2 separate regions of the Sus scrofa genome follow, and region 1 is linked to region 2. A link is a contact called in public HiChIP or PLAC-seq data. All regions are on one chromosome and are shown on one strand. Each heading gives the region's core, a stretch centred on a gene start, on an enhancer-like site or on the middle of the called end of the contact. The rest is flanking DNA. Distances are from core to core; before and after follow the strand shown.

Region 1 (6,498 bases), core at 243-2,742, 140 kb after region 2:
ATCAATAGCATGTAAGAGAATTTGTTTCCTCATGCTACTTTCTTCTGGCTTTATCTTTGTGGTCTCTCTTCAGTCCCTAAAAAATTTTGAGAGTTTGGTAAAATATATATAATAATCCTTATTTGGCATTGGAATCAGCACACTTGGGATTAGCTCATTCAGAGGACTAATAAGTGGCTAATCTAGATTGGAATCAAAATCTTTTCTATCTAGTGTCCCTTCAGTTGGCTGACACTGAAAAATGTTTCTCTGGTTTTATTTTTTCTTTCATCTTCATATTTGGAACCAATTTAACAGTCTACTTTTCAGAAAGTCAAATTATTTCTGTCCATCTTCGTTCAACAGAATTTGTGAAATAGCCACTTAAACTCTGATTGTGAGTAGAGCTCTTCGTTATTTGTCAGTAACATTAACTTACATTATGTCAGGTTAAAAAACTGCTAGTTTATGGAGTTCCCGTCATTGCGCAGCGGAAACAAATCCAACTAGGAACCATGAGGTTGCAATCCTTTGCCTTGCTCAGTGGGTTAAGGATCCGGCGTTGCCATGAGCTGTGGTGTAGGTCGCAGACGTGGCTTGGATCTGGCGTTGCTGTGGCTTTGGCGGAGGCCAGAGGCCACAGCTCCGATTAGACCCCTAGCCTGGGAACCTCCATATGCTGCAAGTGCGGCCCCAGAAAGACAAAAAAAAGGCCAAAAAATTTTGCTAGTTTAAGTAAGATACATTTAATATGCTTATGAACAGTACCAATATATAAAACTGATATACATATTTTAACACATCTTAGTCGTCAGCTGTTTATTAGGCTGGTGTATAGTAAGTAACTATTCAGTGATTGAAGTTATAGTATTTGATAAATCTGCAAAAATTTTGCTGTATAAGCCAGTGAAATTTTTACATGAAAGTTAGGTCATGCAGTAACTTCTATTCATTAAAGCTTGGGACATTTTAAATGATGATGGAGTGAGTATATTTTTGAGGCCAATTCATGATTTATCAAAAATGTCCTATTTGAGAGTGTTCTCTACCACAGTTCTTTAGTTGGTCACTTCCAGTAGTAGGGATATTTATTTACTCAGTTTTCAAATTGCTAACAATGAATTCATGACAACATTATGCAGTACATGCTTGAAGTTTTTTTGTTCTTTTTTAAATGCAATTTTAGGAGTTACCTGGTGGCTCGGTGGGATGAGGATCCACTGTTGTCACTGCTGTGATTGCAGTTACTACTGTGACATGGGTTCAGTCTCCGGCCCAGGAACTTCTGCATGCCACAGGCATGGCTAAAAAAAGTGCAATTTTATTTATGTTCATGGAAAATATTTCCCTAACAAGATATACAAATTAAAGAATATGTCTTTTGGTCAAGCTTTTTGGACAGCAGAACAAAATAGTGGAACTTGTTTTTCTGTCCAGATGGATTGCATGACAACCCAGCTTCTAGGTGGTGATAGAATAGTTCTCAGATTACATCATGGTTATTTTGACTCTATTAGCCATCTAAAATGGAAATAGATATGGACAGATTTCCTTCCTATGACTCAGGTATTTCTATTTTAATAAACTGTTCTCAAAATACCAATTAAAATCTGGATGAGAGAAATAACAGACATGAGGAAGAGGATTATAAAAGCAGCACTGATCTTAGCTGAACTAGATTTAATATTAAGCCGTCTGAGAGGTTTGTCCACTGAAACTAACCTCTCCTCTCCCTCTTCTCCCACGGCAGTATATCACTCCTGCCACAGCGCTTACCAGTGTCTACAGGACAGTGCACACATGTGCTTCTCTTTTTCTTTTTTCCACTCTAGTGTGAGGATGGAGAGCTAGTTATTTTGTTATTCATCTTTTAATTCTATTTGGGGCCTGCCACATAAAAGGTATAAATGTTGAATTCTACTGGTCTTTGCAGAATAACGTAGCGTGAAAACTTGGCAAGTCATTCTGTTTGTTAATCCTTGGCCACCACTTCTAGATTTTGATTTTACTTCAGCGAATTAATTTTTACATAAAAAGATCCCATATACTAGTTAATTTTGTTTACAGAGAAGTGTTGTAGATACTCTGAGGGTAATTACTGATAGCTTACCATCTGTTTCTCTTTATCAGTCTTTTTGACCTCTCTATTCATTTGTTCTATAGCATCGTGTATGTGTGAGATCATCTATCCATTTAGCTTTTGATGATTTTGAATTTTTAAGGTTTTTGACGTTTAGAAAATGTACAGAATATATTGTGATCTTCTGTGACTTATGTTTGTGGTATAATTTGAATTTGGGGTACCATTCCTTAAAAGGAAATATATGTTGTCAGTAATTGGTAAAATAAAACGTCCCTCTTAGATATCTTTGTAAAAACTCTTATTTTCGTTTTATACTTTTTAGGGACCTTAGGCTTTTCTTTTCCATGAGCACTATCCTTTTTGGACTTTTATCTTCCTTACAACAGAAGTGGGGGGACTAATTTTTTTGAATGCTTACTATGTTCCAGTATTGTGATAAGCACTGTATATAATTATTAGATCATTAATTGATTAATAACTCTATGCCATAGATGATACTATTATCATTTACATATGAAGAAGCTGAAGCCAAAAAGAAATATTTTTTTTTCTGCTTGGTTTCTTTTATTTCTGATGTAACACAGGACACAGAAAACAGTCTCATATATTGTGGATTAGTGGAAAATACATTGGGACCTTTACTCATGCCAGTATGGTCAATGAGCTATCCTTTCCATCATCCCACTTGTTATTAAACACCTCGAAATTTGGAGGTGGATATTATAAACGCTCTTTTAAATGTGTAGCTAAGTTTGCAAAAAGGGAAGGTGATGTCCTAAGTGCAATAAGATGAAAAAGTAGCTCAGAAAAATAGTTGTCTCTTGGTATCTGTGGGAGATTGGTTCCAGGAGCCCCCAACATACCAGAATCTGCAGATGCTCAAGTCTCTTATATAAAATGGTACAATACAGTGAACACAGTCAGCCCTCTGTATTTTATTTGTTTCACTTCCACAGATTTAACAGCAGATCGCATTTGAAACTCTTGGCTTTGGAGGCTGGCTCTAGTTTATTTCTTGTAAAACTGGTGGTGTACAAGGTCTTTGCTGGTTTTTATCACCTATTGATTGGTTTTAAAAGCTGTTTGGGGACAGAGGCCAGGCTTCAATCTAATCAGGGTGAAGCATTAGAATCTCAGACATCTCAGCATTCATTCCTACATTGCCCAGGATGTTTTAAAAAAGTTTGATTTGAAACCATTAGGTAAGGAATTGTTTTTGTTTTTTTTTAAAGGAAATAAAAGGATGAATTGATGCTAATAAGGAACCGAACATTTCTGGGAAAATTAGAGAAGTAATAACAAAAATCATGGACTGTGGACTAAGGAAATTTCAAGGAATGATTGATCAACAGCATCAAATTTTAGGGTGGTATCAGGGAAATAGCATGGGAAGGAAAAGGATAAAAAGCCCCAGTTAGAGAAGCAGCTGACCTTATTTGATTATCATAATATTTCCCAAGTTTCAGTCAATTTTGTACCACCATATCTCTGTCTCTCTCTCTCTCTTTTTTTTTTTTTTTTTTGCTTTTTAGGGCTGCATCCACAGCATATGGAACTTCCCATGCCAGGGGTCATACTGGAGCTACAGCTGCCGGCCTATGCCACAGCCACAGCAAGTTGGGATCCAAGCTGCATCTGCGACCTACACCAGAGCTTACAGCAATGCCAGATCCCCAACCCACTGAGCAAGGACAGGGACCAAACCCACATCCTCATGGATTCTAGTCAGATTTGTTTCCACTGTGCTACAGCAGGAACTCCCACCTTCTCAATTTTTATAGTCACACATTATCTATATTATTAGTGGTTTAATATATTAAAATAAACTCAAGATGTTATACTTATGATTTATTTTTAATTTTTTTTTTGGCTGTGCACACAACACATGAAGGTTCCCAGGCCAGGGACTGAACCCACACCACAGCAGTGACAGAAGCTGGTGCAATAACACCTGATCCTTAACATGCTGTACCACAAGGGAACTCCATGATTTATTTTTAAAAGAAACCTTTCCTATCACAGTAAAATATGGAAATGCACAGTACCTACCTTCTATAGAAAGTATCTATAAGATTAATAAAATAAGGGAGCTAAGTTATAAGCTATGTCCTATTGCCTGTTGCTGAGCCTGAGGCCAATCTTTTGTTCTAAAGAAGGAAAAACAAGCTTCAAGAGATACTGAAGATGTCATGTACAGTCTCCCCCGTTATTTAATAAGAAGATTTGCAAAAAGCTAGAAATAGGAGATGCTCTTTGTCTAGGAGATTGACTTACCTGTATGTCTGATGTGTTAGGATGTGTTTTAGTACCAGCAGTGTCACTGGCTGAATGGAAATGATCCAAGAGGGAAGCAAGACTGGGTGTGCGTCTGAGTACTTGCCTTTAAACAGTTATCATTTGAGATATACCACTTTCAGCTTCCTGTATTGAAACGTTCTTTGTTCTTTTCTATTTGAAGCTCTTTTTAAAGCCTGTGCGGATGGAGGTGCCAACCGCTTATACGACATCACGGAAGGAGAGAGGGAGAGGTATGCTTTCTTTCAGTCAGTGTCCCTTATAGCACTAATTCTGCTCTTCACCTTGTATTATTCTTTTCTTAGTAAATGGTGACTGTTTATTTTACTTCAGACTGTTTTACAGAAAATCAGTGACAGAGCTACTTAACCAAGTTGTGTTCTTTCTTTGCTTTGAATGGTATCTATTAGTAGAAATAGGCCAATTCTATTCTTATTTTATTTTATTTATTTATTTTTTGTCTTTTGTCTTTTTAGTGCCACCCCCACGGCATATGGAGGTTCCCAGGCTATGGGTCCAATTGGAGCTGTAGCTGCTGGCCTGTGCCACAGCCATGCCAGATCCAAGCTGCATCTGCAACCTATACCACAGCTTACAGCAGTGCTGGGTCCTTAACCTACTGAGTGAGGCCAAGGATCGAACCTGCGTCCTCATGGATGATACTCAGGTTTGCTAACCACGGAACCATGATGGGAACTCCATATTCTTATTAAGAAAAACCCACCCATTCTGCTATTTTAAAAGTCTCATTAAGTGGCATTTTCAAATATCAGTATTTGAGGATGTTGAACATTGACTAAAATAATGGCAATGTGAGTTTTCATTTAAACAGTTTTAAGGAATACAGACTGATTTCATATAAAATATATAGTCTGTTGTTGGAGTTCCCTTGTGGCTCAGCAGGTTAAGTATCTGGTGTTGTCACTACTATGGCTCTGGTTACCACTGTGGTGTGGATTCAATTCCTGGCCCAGGAACTTCTGCATGCCATGGTGTGGCCAAAAAGCATTCTGCTGTAGAAGATACAGGATTTTTATATCAGTATGGAGTAAAACTCAGGATAGTTTGACTTAGTTCTGAGTTATGCACACATATTTTTTTAAGAGGTAAGTAATTAGTTCCCGTTGTGGCTCAGTAGAAATGAATCTTACTAGCATCCATGAGGATGCAGGTACAATACCTGGGCTTGCTCAGTGGGTTAAGGACATGGCATTGCTGTAAACTGTGGTGTAGGTCACAGGTGCAGCTCAGATCCCATGTTGCTGTGGCGTAGGCCAGCAGCACAGCTCCGATTTGACCCCTAGCCTGGGAACCTCCATATGTCATGGGTGTGGCCCTAAAAAAAGACTAAATAAACAAGAGATAAGTAATTTTTTTTTTGACTTGTTATCTGTGCTGATAGGTTTTCCTGATCTTTGCATGGTGAGCTGTTTTTAGATGTGAGAATACATTTGATGAAAACACAATTTACTTCTAGCTCATTGCCAACATGTGTATAGTTCAACCTCTTGGCAAACACAAGAATTTATAGACTAGTTATAAGTATGCTATGAAATTTAGTTCCACTTCTATCATATGTGTTATTAAATGTACTAAAATATTTATAGCTTGAGAAATCACTTCCTTACTGCAAAAAAATAAAAATACTGTGATGGAATATACTGTAGGTTTGAATTAAATACCTGTATTTTGAAATGATGTAAAGTACTTCTTTATGGCATCAAAATTTTTACTTCAGTTTCCTGGGAGTTCTTGTTGTGGTGCAGCTGAAATGAATCCGACTAGTATCCATGAGGATGCGGGTTCAATCCCTGGCCTTGCTCAGTGAGTTAAGGATCTGGCATTGACGTGAGCTGTGATATAGGTTGCAGATGCAGCTTGGATCCTGCGTTGCTGTGGCATAGGCTGGCATCTGTAGCTCCAATTTGACCCCTAGCCTGGGAACCTCCATGTGCTATGGGTGCAGCCCTAAAAAGCAAAAATGTTGTGGCTACTTTTTGAAAGCAGCTGGTTGCTTATAGGAGAAAACTGTATTTCCTTGAGATTGGGCATGCTAGTGCCTAGGGTCTGGATGATTATTGAAGAATAAAGCAGCAGTGACAGCCTAGGAAACAACTTCCGTTCTTAACATTCTGTGCTTT
Region 2 (6,994 bases), core at 4,043-6,542:
ATATGGCATGTATCTATCTTTCTCTGACTTATTTCACTTAGTATGAGAATCTCTAGTTGCATCCATGTTGCCGCACGAGGCATTATTTTGCCCTTTTTTATGGCCGAGTAATATTAAAGGAAAAAATATAGGGCAGCTAGAATTGTTGCAAGCAAAACCAAAAAACAAACAAAACAACATACGATTATCTTTCAAAAATGACTGAGATTATTTCAGTAACAGGAATGGTCCCACCACTTGGATTTTAAAGGAAAACCGAAATTAGGGCATCAGTTCATTTAATAGATATTTATACACCTCCTAGGCGCTTAGCATCCTTCTAGACTAGGTTAAGGATTCCAAGTTGCCATAGTTTCAGTGTAGGTCGCAACTACAGCTCAGATCTGATTCCTGATCTGGGAACTCCATATGCCCCAGGGTGGCCAAAAAAGATTTAAAAAAAAAAAAAAATCACCCTCTTAATTGTCAGGTACATGTCTATTACATCTTTTCATAAGGTAGGCGATATATCTGCTTTGCCCTTCCTCCTATCTAATGCTTAAATTGGAAAGGTGAAGGCTGGAGCTCAAGCAGCCTTCTGGGACCACAAGGTGACACTCATTTAAAATGAACCACAGTGTATCAGACAGTGGAAACGGCTATAAAAGAAGCACAAAAGAATGTCATGAGCTTACAAAGCAAAATGAAATTAATTGTGAGGGGCTTGAGTGATCTCAGGAAAGACTTTTTCAGAGAAGATGATACTTTAGATATGCTTTAAAATAATGAGAATTTTGATTGATGGTTGAGAGGAAATGACAAGGTTGATAGAATCTTGATTCATATTGACCTCAACAGGCTCGAATAAGTGATCAATAGAACAAAATTTGGCATCTTGCGAGTTTATAGAAGGAAAGAAAAGGCAAATTAAAGTTATTTATCAAGGAGTGTAGAAAAAGAATGATACCAAGGAAAGAAACGGAGACTCTGAAAGGAGGAATTAATAATTTTAGTTTTAGCCATTTGAATCAGAGGTAATGGTGAAATATTTAAGTGGAAATATCCTGATGGCAGCTAGAAATATTGCTTAAGCTGTTAAAGTGAGATCCAGATAGACATGCATTTTGAAGCTGAGAGAATGATTTGAATTTCTGAACAACAACTGCTAAGTAAATCAGCTGATAGCAGCAGTTAAAGACCAGAAATTCCAAGGCTGATTAGTGGCAGCAGTAGAGAGGACAGCTCTTGAAGCAAAGAGGTACAAAGAGGGTTAGCACTGTGTTCCTAGCCTCTCCTAGCTTTCCCCCAACAGTTTGGAGAAGAACTGTTCTGCAGGATTTTAATAGATATGACAAGAAAACAGTGCTACATGCTCCCATGTCTTTGAGATATTCTGGGTTTGGAGATAAACAACTTTACTTCTGATCTGCGTGAGATGGATAATGTGCTATAAATCTCAAAGGAGGTTGGTAACAGTGTGCAGTGTTTTCAAAACTTGTTTTGCTGCATAAAAATTTTATTATAGAATCTTTTGGAACAACATACCATATATTTTGAACTCTGCTGGCTCAAGAAAATGGAGGCAGAGTGGAAGAAAATTGGGGAGGGAGATGGGACAGCCTCTTTTTATCCTGGAGAAAATGCATAACCTACTATTAGAATTTCCTTCCTACCCCGTGGAACTTTTGGGGGGTCATAGAACCCAATGAAAATTTGGTTGAAGCTATGGAATCTCTCCTCTGAAAATTGTACCATGTATATGTGTATATTCCTTTCTCCGCAAGCCCAAAATATGACAAGGATTAATAATTATGACAATTAATTCCCCCCCCTTTTTTTTTAATGGTAACATCTGCAGCATAAGGAAGTTCCCAGGCTAGAGGCTAAATTGGAGCTGTAGCTGCAGGCCTATGTCACAGCCACATTAACACTAGATCTGAGCAGCATCTTCTATGTATGCCACAGCTTACCAAACACTGGATCCTTAACACATTGACCAAGGCCAGGGATTGAACCTGCATCCTCATGGAGACTACATCAAGTCCTTAACCCACTGAGCCACAATAGGAACTCCTAATTTGCTTTTAATGTACATTTACGCAAACTTAAATTTATTTAGTATGCATAATGCAAAAAAAAATTAAATGATAAAACATAAAAGTATATAAATTAGAAGTGATAGTTCTCTAGGCTTGCTCCCTCCTATGTACTCCATCCCTTTATCTCAGAGGTCATTTTTAACAATTCTCTTTGTATGGATATCCAAATACATTTTAAAAATATAGGTTGGCTTTTTCTTACCACTTGCATTCATAAAGTTCACTTGTCAGACATTTTTCTACATGAGAACATTTTGATTTAGCTTATTTTTTAAATAATTGCTGGTATGATGCCCTATAATTTTTCATTTCCCCCCTCCACTTTTTAATCCATTTAACAAACACTTATTGAATCTTTACTATAAGTGAGATATCTTGTTTGCCTGGAGAAGTTGCAATCAACAAAATGGTTATGGATTCTGGTCTTAGGAAGCTACCACTTTAGGAGGGGGAGGCAAATCATAAACAAGTAAAGAAGTAAGTTAAATAACTAGATTGTGAGTATATCTCTGCAGGAAGACACACAATCCTAGATGAGATAAAGAGTTACCAGGGGAAGGAAATAAGTTTTGAGCTGAGGCTGGATAGATGAGTCAGTTGTGAGAACTGGAAAAGAGCATTCTAGGCTGTTGCAAACAATTGCATCATGAACCTTCTGTAAAGACTCATTGGTTTCTTCCTCTTTGCAGCAATTGTGTTGAGTGTGAGGATTCAAATGCGACCAGTTAAAATTTGGTCCCTGTTTTCTGGGAGTCTACATTTTAGGGTAATTCTATAAAATACGAAAGTCAACATAGTGACTTGAACATAGTAACTAGCCAATAAATGTAAACTTGTATGTGATTTAAACTCTTATTTGCAATCTGGCATGTCAATTTATCTCACTATTCAAATTTGCTTCTCTCAATGCTAGTGGTCATGTCTTTTTCACATTAATTGCCTTTGAATGCCTTTTGTGATTTGCCTGTATATATCCTTATAATAGGGAAGAACAAATCTGACTCCACATTGAATCTGTGTCTTTTACTTTAACCTGTGCATTTTATTGCTTTAGCTATAAGTTAATCACTAAAGGCATGTTGCCTATAGCTTAAAGTATACATAATGGCCTATCTCTGGGAACCCTGCCTCCCATGTTTGAGCAGTAAGCTAAAATGCCTTTGTTTCGATCATAGGAAACATCCTGACCAGGCCCATCTATTAATGGCTGAAGGAAAAAGAAATGAACACATTCCCTCCTTGGGATTTCCTGGAACCAGGAAATATCTGCAACAATTTATCACCTTTTTTACTTTAACTCTTCACTTCCCTTTGTTTATAAAAGAAACTAGCATCCAAACCCAAGCAAAATGGCTCTTTGGGAGAGTAGGCCACCATCTTTTTGGTCTGCTGGCTTCCCAAATAAAGTCAGTATTCCTTGCTCCAACAATCCATTTCTGGATTTACTGGTCTGAGCTGCAGCGAGCAGTATGAGCATGGCCTAGGTAACATCCTTGGTCATCCTTTTACCAATCTGTTTGCCTTTAACTGATATAAATGTAGCAACCACTTGTCTGTTACCTTTACATCCTCTCCCTCTACCTGTGGTTGTTGTCTTCTAGTTTCACCACTGTTATCTTGAAACGTAGACTTTTGAAATTTATTGTAGTTACTATTTCAATTTTCTTTTTAATCACTTTGGGAGAAACTTGATCTACATAAAAAACTTTGAAAGGATGTGTGGTGCAAATATAAACAGAGGTGTCCTAAGGTTTAAGTGGAATACAATATTGACTGAGAAGGACAAAACATGTTGCAAACATATCTATCCATACTACTCCATTTGATCCTGACAGAACTTTTCCAAAATAGACAACGCTGTTCCCATTTTATATCAGAGGAAACTGTGGAGAGTTCCAATATACCACAGCTAGTAGGTGACAAGGTTGAAACGGCCCACCTGCTGCAACTGTGACGGCGAATTCATAATATTTAATTTTACAACTGTAAATGTGACACCTTTAGTAGTTTGGTCTAAAATTGACTATGAGAGAGGTGTACACTTGGTTTAATAGTGATTGATATGAAAAATACCTGGAAGTTCTGTTTGCTCTGGCAGCTGCAAAAATTAATGAGGGCAATGTGGTATTTTTGTATGGTTGGATCACTTCTGGAACATTGTGACCAGTGTCAAAGATAAACACAGCTGAGAATGAGTGAAAGCCTTGAAAACAGATTTTGTTTAGTAATTACTCAGAGTCCAGAAAGAGCTGAGCTCCATATCTATCTGTGCCGAGGCGACTGTAAGTTTTAAAAGGAGGCTATGTGAGGCAGAAGAGTGGGCGTTCAATAGAGTCACAGAAGTGAAAAATCAAAAAGGGTCAGTCAGAATAAGGGCGATTAGAGCTGCTTTGTTGGCTAGCTGGCCGTTGGCGAAATAAGGAGTCTGTCTTCCCACAGAGACTAGGAGACAGGTGCTATCCTTCTTGATGACTACATTTGCCAGGAATGGTTCTCAGGTCGTCCAGAGAGACACTTCTGAGTTGAAAGCTACCTATTCACAATTGAAAGCCCTCTGGGAGGTCACAGGCTTGTCACCAGGTGTTGGCTAGAACAAACAGTAGGTGCTCCTGGTGGCACTGAGCTTTCTCAGGCATTTTAATGGGTGAGGTCCTAGGTACAGGCCTTATGCTGGTAGAAACCATGCTAGAATTCTACCACTCTCTTAGCGCAGGGATTTGCCGATCTGTCACATGACAGTTGTGCTTTCTCACCAGCTTCCACACCATACTTTTATGAGCAAATTTTTTTTTTTTTTTTTTGTCTTTTGTCCTTTTAGGGCAGCACACGTGCATATGGAGGTTCCCAGGCTAGGGTCTATTCAGAGTTGTAGCCTCTGGCCTAGGCCAGAAACAGCAACGTGGGATCTGAGCCGCTTCTGCGACCTACACCACAGCTCACGGCAACGCGGGATCCTCAACCCGCTGTATGAGCAAAATTAAATACTGGGTATGGGAGTTCCCATCGTGGCTCAGCTGTTAACAAACCAGACTAGTATCTCTGAGGACCTGGGTTTGATCCCTGGCCTGGCTGGGTCAAGGATCCTGCGTTGCCATGAGCTGTGGTGTAGGTCGTAGATGCGGCTCAGTTCCCTATTTGCTGTGGCTCTGGCTAGGTCGGTGGCTACAACTCCAACTGGACCCCTAGCCTGGGAACCTCCATATACCACGGATGTGGCCCTATATATGGGTGGAGTCTGAAAATCATGGCATGTAAGAACCTTCAAAGAACAAGAGTTTAGCCTTGGAAGAGGTAAAGCCTAGAGGGTCTTAACTCTTTCTGCTCATTCCTGGAAAAGGCTGTGCCAACCTAGGAGTGTTTGAACTGGTGGAGCTGCAACGGGTGGAGTTCCAAGTAGGCGGCTTAAAGGTCCTCCAACTAGAACATTCTCTGCTTCCACCAAGCTATGTAATACTTTAACAAAGGCATGCTCCTTAGGTATACAAGCTGCAAGCCAGAGGTGACAGAGAATAAGGGCTGTGGATAAAGTCGCACGTTTGATTGGCAATGATCCCAGACTGGTGAAGGGTGACGGGGAAGTTAACGCTCGGTTCGGAGCAAATAGTGGCCTCCGGGTTAAAGTCCAGTGACGAGCCCTAGGCAGAAATCCCAGCGCTGGGTCCAGGGCAGAACCGGTCTAGAACGCACGGTTGCTCGGGAGGAGAGCGGCTGACAAGCACAGTCCTGCGCCTCCACCGCCGAGGACGCGCAGTTCCGGCCGGGCGCGCGCCCGGCAAGAGCGGCTAGCTCCCGGAAGGAGGCGGGGCTGCCTCACCAGCCCTTTCCTTAAATCGGCGAGCTGGGCCCGCGCGCCGCCGAGGCACCTCAGCCGAGCGCCGAGCGCTCGATCACCCTCGCTCCCGCAGCCTACGGCCAGCTCACTGGTGGCTCCACCCGCCTTTGTGTAAGTGCGACTGCAGCTCGGCGGGCCGCCGGTAGGACGGGGTAGAGAGGAGGCGGCTGTCCCTCGCTCACCCCGTTTCTCCGGCTTCCTTCGCTCCTACGGCCCCCAGATAGTGACCGCGGCGCTAGGAGAGGCTGGAGGGGGTGGCCCGGTGGAGGCACGCGTGGCGCCAGCTGCTTTGCCACGCGCGTCCGGGATCCCGGGATACCCGGGCCTCCCGCGTCCCCGCTGTTCCCCGCCGCCGCGCGCCTGGCCCGCTGTGCCCGGGCCCGCACGCCGGGAGCGCGGACGCTCTGTGATTCGCCCCGCAGTACGGGATAAAAGCGGTCGCCTGCCCTAGCGATTTCGCGCGCTGTTTAATTAGACAGGAGAAGTTCTAATGTGGCCTTTTTATATTTTTAATGCAGAGGCCAGTAATCCGATATGGAGCATGCCATTACCCCGTTGGAACCCCTGCTTCCCTCTGGTACTGTATTTCTTTCCACGCTTTACAGTGACATTGGTGTGCACCTCCCCAGAGCCCTGATGAGATTAAAAAGGCTGGAGTCCAGACCCAGAATGGTTTCTAGTTGGCTCTGATCTACTTCTACGCATATTGCTCAACCTCTTTTGTGCTTTAATTTCTTATCTGAAAAAACGAGAATAGTTATTAGTCCTTACGTATAGCGTCGTCGTTAGGACTAAATGATGATGTACTTCATATTCTCCACCTGGAGAAAAATAAGCCCTGTCTTAATGTTGGCTCTGAGGCTCCTAACAACCGTCTGAACTAATCTCTAACATAGCAGAACATTAGACGCCAAAGGGGTAAAGATCAGCCTTTATTGCTTTTATTATTGCCTATCCATTGTGCCCATTTTAAATCCATCGAAAATGCCCGAGATTACCCAGTAAAAATGGTTTAAAGATACCGTACATAAGGATTTATTTTAAAATGGTGTAATTCGCATGGAAATAGATCGGAGAATGAGTT

The links. HiChIP or PLAC-seq counts read pairs in DNA pulled down with a chosen protein or histone mark.
Region 1: an H3K27ac HiChIP or PLAC-seq map of skeletal muscle shows a contact between it and region 2. The contact joins the enhancer-like site here to the promoter of TPK1 in region 2. A contact is called at or near these places in 2 of 5 promoter capture datasets (fetal liver and liver), 6 of 47 Hi-C or Micro-C datasets (embryonic fibroblasts, heart right ventricle, psoas muscle and 1 more) and 1 of 2 datasets of contacts at active chromatin or transcription factors (skeletal muscle).

The regions. Positions count from the first base shown.
Region 1 is chr9:113,066,504-113,073,001 of Sscrofa11.1, forward strand. It overlaps TPK1 (thiamin pyrophosphokinase 1), which reads left to right. Exons shown (of 9, transcript XM_021063594.1): 3 at 4,521-4,590. Among named protein-coding and RNA genes, the nearest start is that of TPK1, 140 kb to the left of the region's middle. Within about 2 kb of position 1,493, at least 9 of the 83 cell types and tissues checked have an H3K27ac peak or open chromatin away from gene starts, as enhancers often do. A contact at or near this core is called in skeletal muscle, where this site is marked.
Region 2 is chr9:112,926,078-112,933,071 of Sscrofa11.1, forward strand. It overlaps TPK1 (thiamin pyrophosphokinase 1), which reads left to right and starts at 5,293. Exons shown (of 9, transcript XM_021063594.1): 1 at 5,293-6,021; 2 at 6,429-6,487. The coding sequence starts at 6,445.